2 separate regions of the Mus musculus genome follow, and region 2 is linked to region 1. Evidence: chromatin contacts called from public Hi-C data. All regions are on one chromosome and are shown on one strand. The core of a region is the stretch at or near the end of the contact, and the rest is flanking DNA. Distances in the headings are between cores, read along the strand shown.

Region 1 (2,700 bases), core at 132-2,631:
GAGTTTTGTTTTGAGGTAGGGTCTTACTAAGTGGCTTGGGCTGGCTTACAGCAATCCTCCTGTCTCTGCCTCTCCAAAGCAAACATTACAGGTGTGTGCTGGGCCCACCAGATCTGGCTTGGGGTTTTCTTTTCTTATTTGAACAGTATGTAGAAGGTTGCTGACTCAGCAGCTTTGCCTCCCTTAGGGAATGTGCTGCTCTGAAGTGGACCATGTCCTGCTGTCTGCTTTGTGGTCGTGCGCCAAATGAGTCACAGACACTTTGAAGGCATCCGAAGCTTCAGAGGGCATCTGGCCAAGTCTATTCTTTAAGCCTAGCACTGGTGCAGCCAGTGGCTCAGAGTAGATGATCAGCAATGAACACTGTGTTGAATGGGCATGACCATGGGCCTGTGGTAGAATTCACTTCCTGCAGCTGTGTTTTAAAGATGGCACTTTCTAGATATCACAGCTTTGGAAATGGAGTAGGCGGCTGTATCACGCTCAGTGTTCAGAACACTCTCTGTGTCTCCCGTGAGTCCCACCTGCTCTTAGCTTAAAACATTTCTGCTTTTGTCCTAAGAGGGAGGGGCTGCCTCATCTGATCATGTGACTGGCATCTGATCATGTGACTGGATGCCCAGGCAGGGAAGAGCAGGAAGAATTCTGGAATACCAGGAAGGAAATTTCAGGGCAAGTCTTACCCTCTCTCCCCCACACTTGTGGGCCATCAAGCAAGCTTCTTTTCGAGTTTACCAGAGACTTACCAAGTGGTCTTTTGGTCAACCCTTATAAAAGACTTCCTTCAGGGTGACCCCTTGCCCAAAACTCCTCTTTGGGGTTTCAGTTCCAGAATCTATGGAAATGAATCTCACTCTGGGGGGCTCACTATTCCCATACCCGTGTTTCTAAAACCTTGTATATGTGTATCCTGGGAGCTCGGGTAAGATACATCATCGGGTGGGGCTGAAGCCTGCGTCTAACCAGCCCCAGCTGGTAGTTGGTGCTGGTCCTAGACTCACACTGAGTAGGATTTGCCATCAACCCCACCAGCAGTCTCTCTGCACTGCTCAGCACATCTGCAGGCTCATCCCACCTCACTCTTCAATACGATGACAGCTTTAGGAATTAGCCAGGCACTCGCACATGCCTTCTTCAACCTGTGCATGCCTGTCTCCTTATCTGCACTCCCTTGGACAAGAGTCAGCAGGCTCTGAAAACAGATATAGTTACCCACTGCCTGTCTGCCTTCAGCCTCATATCTGGACACGGCTCCTCGGCCATCCCTGCTGCATCCAAAATGGACTGCAGATTTCTCAGGACGCCCAGCCAAGAAAAACAGCCCATGCTTGTCTCCTTACAGGCACAGTTATTCTCGTGAGTGAATCCTACAAGGTCATGGAGTTGGGAGAAAGTTATACAAAGCCATGCCTTTCATTCTGACCGATAAAAAACGATATCTCTTTAACACTCCCAGCTCAGACTTTGGAACTTGTCCAAGCAAAGCCAAGAATTGTTTCTGTTTTTCTCTGGCTTCTCTCTCTCTCTCTCTGTGTTAACTGCAGAAACCTCTTACCAAAGGGTAGCTTGTTAGGGTTACATGGCAAGGGAGCCCGAGTCCAGGCTGTGATTTCACACCCCCCAGACTACACCTCTCTGTGCAGACAGATGTGTGGACAGCTGCTTGTTATGATTGCTTCTCCATAGGAACCAGAGGCATAAAAAAAAAATATGATGAGCCAGAAAATTAAATGCTTAGGAACCAGAGTGTCCTCCCTTCCACCATCCATTATTACATATTTTCCTCTCTGACCCTGCAATGCCCTTGAAGACAAACAAGAGGTGTCCAAGCATGCACGCCAGCACATTGCCCTTCTGGGGAATTACGGAGCAGGCTCTTATGTACAGGAACAGTTTTCTGACTTACGCCTGATGGAGTTTATAAAAGACTTCACAAACTTCACACTGTATCCGTGGTCAGGTTTATGAATTCGGCCAAGCTGGATCAAGTGCTGGTCTACGGGGTGGCTGGCCAGGTCTTCCAGTTCCTTGTCATCCCAGTCAGGGCCCAAGGAAAAGACAAAGAGGGCATACCCATGACATTTGGCTCGTAGGGACTCTTTCTTTAAGGTTTCCGCATCCAGGTGGCTGGTTTCCCCAGCAGATATCACAAATATGACTTTGTTTCGTCTCAAATTGGGGGTGTTTAAAAAGACGTTGTCCAGTGCCCACCCGAGGGCATGGCCAAGAAAAGCATCTCCATGCAGCTGCTGGACTGCCTGATCCACGTGTCTCTTCATGAGGCGCTTACTGCTATAGCTGGTTAGGTTGAACTCAGTTCTAACCGGACTCCTCTGGGTGTTGGGTAGGAAGTCGAGGGGGGCATGGCTCAGCAGGGCCACCCTGTCTCCAGTGACAGATGTCTCTGGCTCCGAAGTGATTTCGAAGTGATCTAGCAGTGCCTCTAGAAAGTCTCTCATGTCTTCAAACTCTGCACTTCCCACGTGCCGAGAGCCATCCAGTAGGAATGCAGTGTCCAGGTAGGACTGAATGGGGGGTGGTTTGGCTTGGTCACACGAAGCATCCGGCTTGCATAGATCTGCAAACCAAGTCATTTAGAGTTACTAAGCAGATCGAGACAAAGAGTAGGAAGGTTCTACCTCAGCTATTTGAGCATGCAGGCACTACATAGATTTTGCTCATAAAATAGTTATATCTCTG
Region 2 (2,763 bases), core at 39-2,538, 570 kb after region 1:
CCTTTCTTCTTCTTCTTCTTCTTCTTCTTCTTCTTCTTCTTCTTCTTCTTCTTCTTCTTCTTCTTCTTCTTCTTCTTCTTCTTCTTCTTCTTTAGACTTATTTATTTTATTTTTTAAACTTTTAAAAAAAGATTTATTTATTTATTTTATGTATATGAGTACACTGTAGCTGTACAGACGGTTGTGAGCCTTCATGTGATTGTTGGGAATTGAATTTTAGGACCTCTGCTCGCTCCGGTCAACTCTGCTTCGGTCAGACCTGCTGGCTCACTCCGACCCAAAGATCTATTATTATATGTAAGTTCACTGTAGCTGTCTTCAGACACACCAGAAGAGGCCATCAGATCTCATTACCAGTGGTTGTGAGCCACCATGCGTCGCTGGGATTTGAACTCAGGACCTCTGGAAGAGCAGTCAGTGCTCTTAACCACTGAGCCATCTCTCCATCACTTGGCCCAGGGTTCTTGACTTAGCCAGAACTTCTCTTCCCATCGAACCCAAGATGCCAGAAATCCGTGTGATTGTGGCATGTCAGTAGGATCAGAGAGCCCTGTTGAAAGCCCAAACTATGCACAGTCCCTCCACAGCTTGAAGCAGTCTCCCTTCCAGGAGCAACTTCCTCACAGGAAGCTGCAAATCCTAGCCACTTTGTTGATAGCCCCTCGTTTTTCTATCCCTTAAGTTCAACCAAGAAATCCCTACCTGGGGCCCCTGCCACCTCTGCCTTTCTGTCTGCAATGCTCCTTCCAACTTGGTGCAGCAAGCTCTTGGTTTTCTCTCACCTTATTCCCTTGTCCTAGAGTCTACTCTCTATGACCTCCAGAGCCTTTGCCATCCCCTGTCCCTCCCCAGCTTGCTCTCAAGCTCCCTCTATCCCCCTGAACTTATTGATCTCTTTAATCTCCGTCTGCTCCAGGAGACTAATTAATTAAGGCTTTTTGATGGCTTCACTTCACAGTGTCCAGTTCAGGGGTGAGGACAGGGAGCTGCTATCAAATGAGGGGTGCCTGGAGCACCCTCAAAGAGTTCCTGGAGCTTGGACCTCTCAGACCAGCCAGGCTGGAGAAGGTGGGACTATCATAGGAGGGAGCAGCGGGGGTGGGGTGGTACTGGGGGGTTTTCTGAGTCCATGACAGATCTGGAGTCCTTGATCTGGAGTCTAAAGAGGGAAACAAGTATCTAGACTTGGGCAGAGGGAGTGACCCTGCGGGTCATATCACCGGCTCCATGGGCCTTATCAGCTAACCTGTGTCCTAAATCCTGGAGCATGACCTGTTCCTGAAGCCACACACAGGCCAAGGCAGTGCAAACGAACTCGGTTCACCCAGCTCTCCACCAGGAACCTGATGAGCTCATAGGCTGTCTCATGGCAGAAGCCAGAAGGTTCTGACTGGACTAGGAATCAGAGAGACACAAGCCTTCCCATCCCATCCCAACCCAGCCACCTGGCCCAGGAGGACTCCCACGGGCAACTGTGAGGAAAAAGGTTTCGCTGAGCCAGTCTGATTCCAGATGTCTGAGAGTTACAGAAGGGTTAGGGAGGGGCAGATCTACTCCTTCTTTGCCTGGAGGTGGCTGTCTATAATCTCCGCCGAGGTTCTCCGATCCTTGACTCCACAAGTGGCTATGCCAGTTGGACTGCACCCTCCCCCCACAACACACGCCTCCTCCATCCAGACAGAGCTGTGGGTTTGGGCAGCCTTGGAAGTACAAGGCTCCCGTGGATCTATCTGTACATGATGTCAGTGGTGGCCTTGTTTAACATTCCTTAGAAAACTTCAGAGGACTAAAGCTTGGTGACCTTTCCACGAGGAAGTTGATATTTTGCCTTGGGCCTGGCTGTAAACTGAGGTCCTCCAGTGACTTGGCCCAGACCTCTTGGGTGGGACACTGTGAGGAATGCTTTGCTTCCTGTGCATACGTCACTGCCCCCCCCCCACACACACACACAACACACACACAACACACACAGCTGCTCCTGTGAATATGTGGATACATACATGGAAACTCTGTCAGTCTAAGCTTTCTCAGCTTCCCCTAGCCTCTCTTTTTTGTTTAAGACATCACTTGTTGGGGACTGGAGAGATGGCTCAGTGGTTAAGAGCCCTGGCTACTCTTCCAGTAGGACCTGGGTTCAGTTCCCAGCACCCACATGGCAGCTCACAACTGCCTGTAATTCCAAGGTCTGACACCCTTGCATAGACAGACAGGCAAACACCAAGGCACATAAAATGAGAATAAATAAATCATTTTTTAATGTAAAAAAGACATCACCTGTTGACAGGTAAGCACGTATCAGGCATTATAGCAGCCCTAAAAAGATACCCAACTGCATCCGCTGGTGTCGGCGAATCTGATCTTATTTTGAAATAGGGGCTTTGCAAATGTCAGTTATGTCAGGTTAAACAAACTTATCCTAAATGAGACTGGGCTCATAAGAAGGAAATCTGGACACTGAAGGTAAGATAGCCATACAAAAAAGGAGGTGGAACATAGAGAAATACTGCTCAGAGAGGCAACATCTGGATGGAGGTGGGAAGGTGCCCCTCCTTGGCATGCCCAGCATACCCTACTGCCTATGGACAGGAGGTTGATGCCCCCTGCACAACATTCAAAGCCTCCCTGGCTACTGTCCAGGCTCTGGGGGCCACAGGGGAGAGAGGAAAGAGAGAGAGAGAGAGAGGGAGAGAGAGAGAGAGAGGCAGGCAGGCCCAGGAAGACTCATTGTCTTCTCAACAGGAGTCCTGATCCTCTCACCCAGCA

What was found. Hi-C and Micro-C count contacts between places; a contact is called where the count stands out from the background.
Region 2: a Hi-C map of Sertoli cells shows a contact between it and region 1, with 2.4 times the contacts expected there. The contact joins two enhancer-like sites. A contact is called at or near these places in 2 of 484 Hi-C or Micro-C datasets (Sertoli cells and cardiomyocytes).

The regions. Positions count from the first base shown.
Region 1 is chr9:105,696,755-105,699,454 of GRCm38.p6, forward strand. Col6a6 (collagen, type VI, alpha 6) reads right to left here. Exons shown (of 37, transcript NM_001102607.1): 35 at 1,907-2,578. Among named protein-coding and RNA genes, the nearest start is that of Pik3r4, 55 kb to the left of the region's middle. Within about 2 kb of position 1,382, at least 22 of the 459 cell types and tissues checked have an H3K27ac peak or open chromatin away from gene starts, as enhancers often do. A contact at or near this core is called in Sertoli cells, where this site is marked.
Region 2 is chr9:106,264,258-106,267,020 of GRCm38.p6, forward strand. Gm33564 (a long non-coding RNA gene) reads left to right here. Exons shown (of 8, transcript XR_001779297.2): 3 at 221-297; 4 at 959-1,068. Among named protein-coding and RNA genes, the nearest start is that of Gm33564, 4.6 kb to the left of the region's middle. Within about 2 kb of position 1,289, at least 10 of the 459 cell types and tissues checked have an H3K27ac peak or open chromatin away from gene starts, as enhancers often do. A contact at or near this core is called in Sertoli cells, where this site is marked.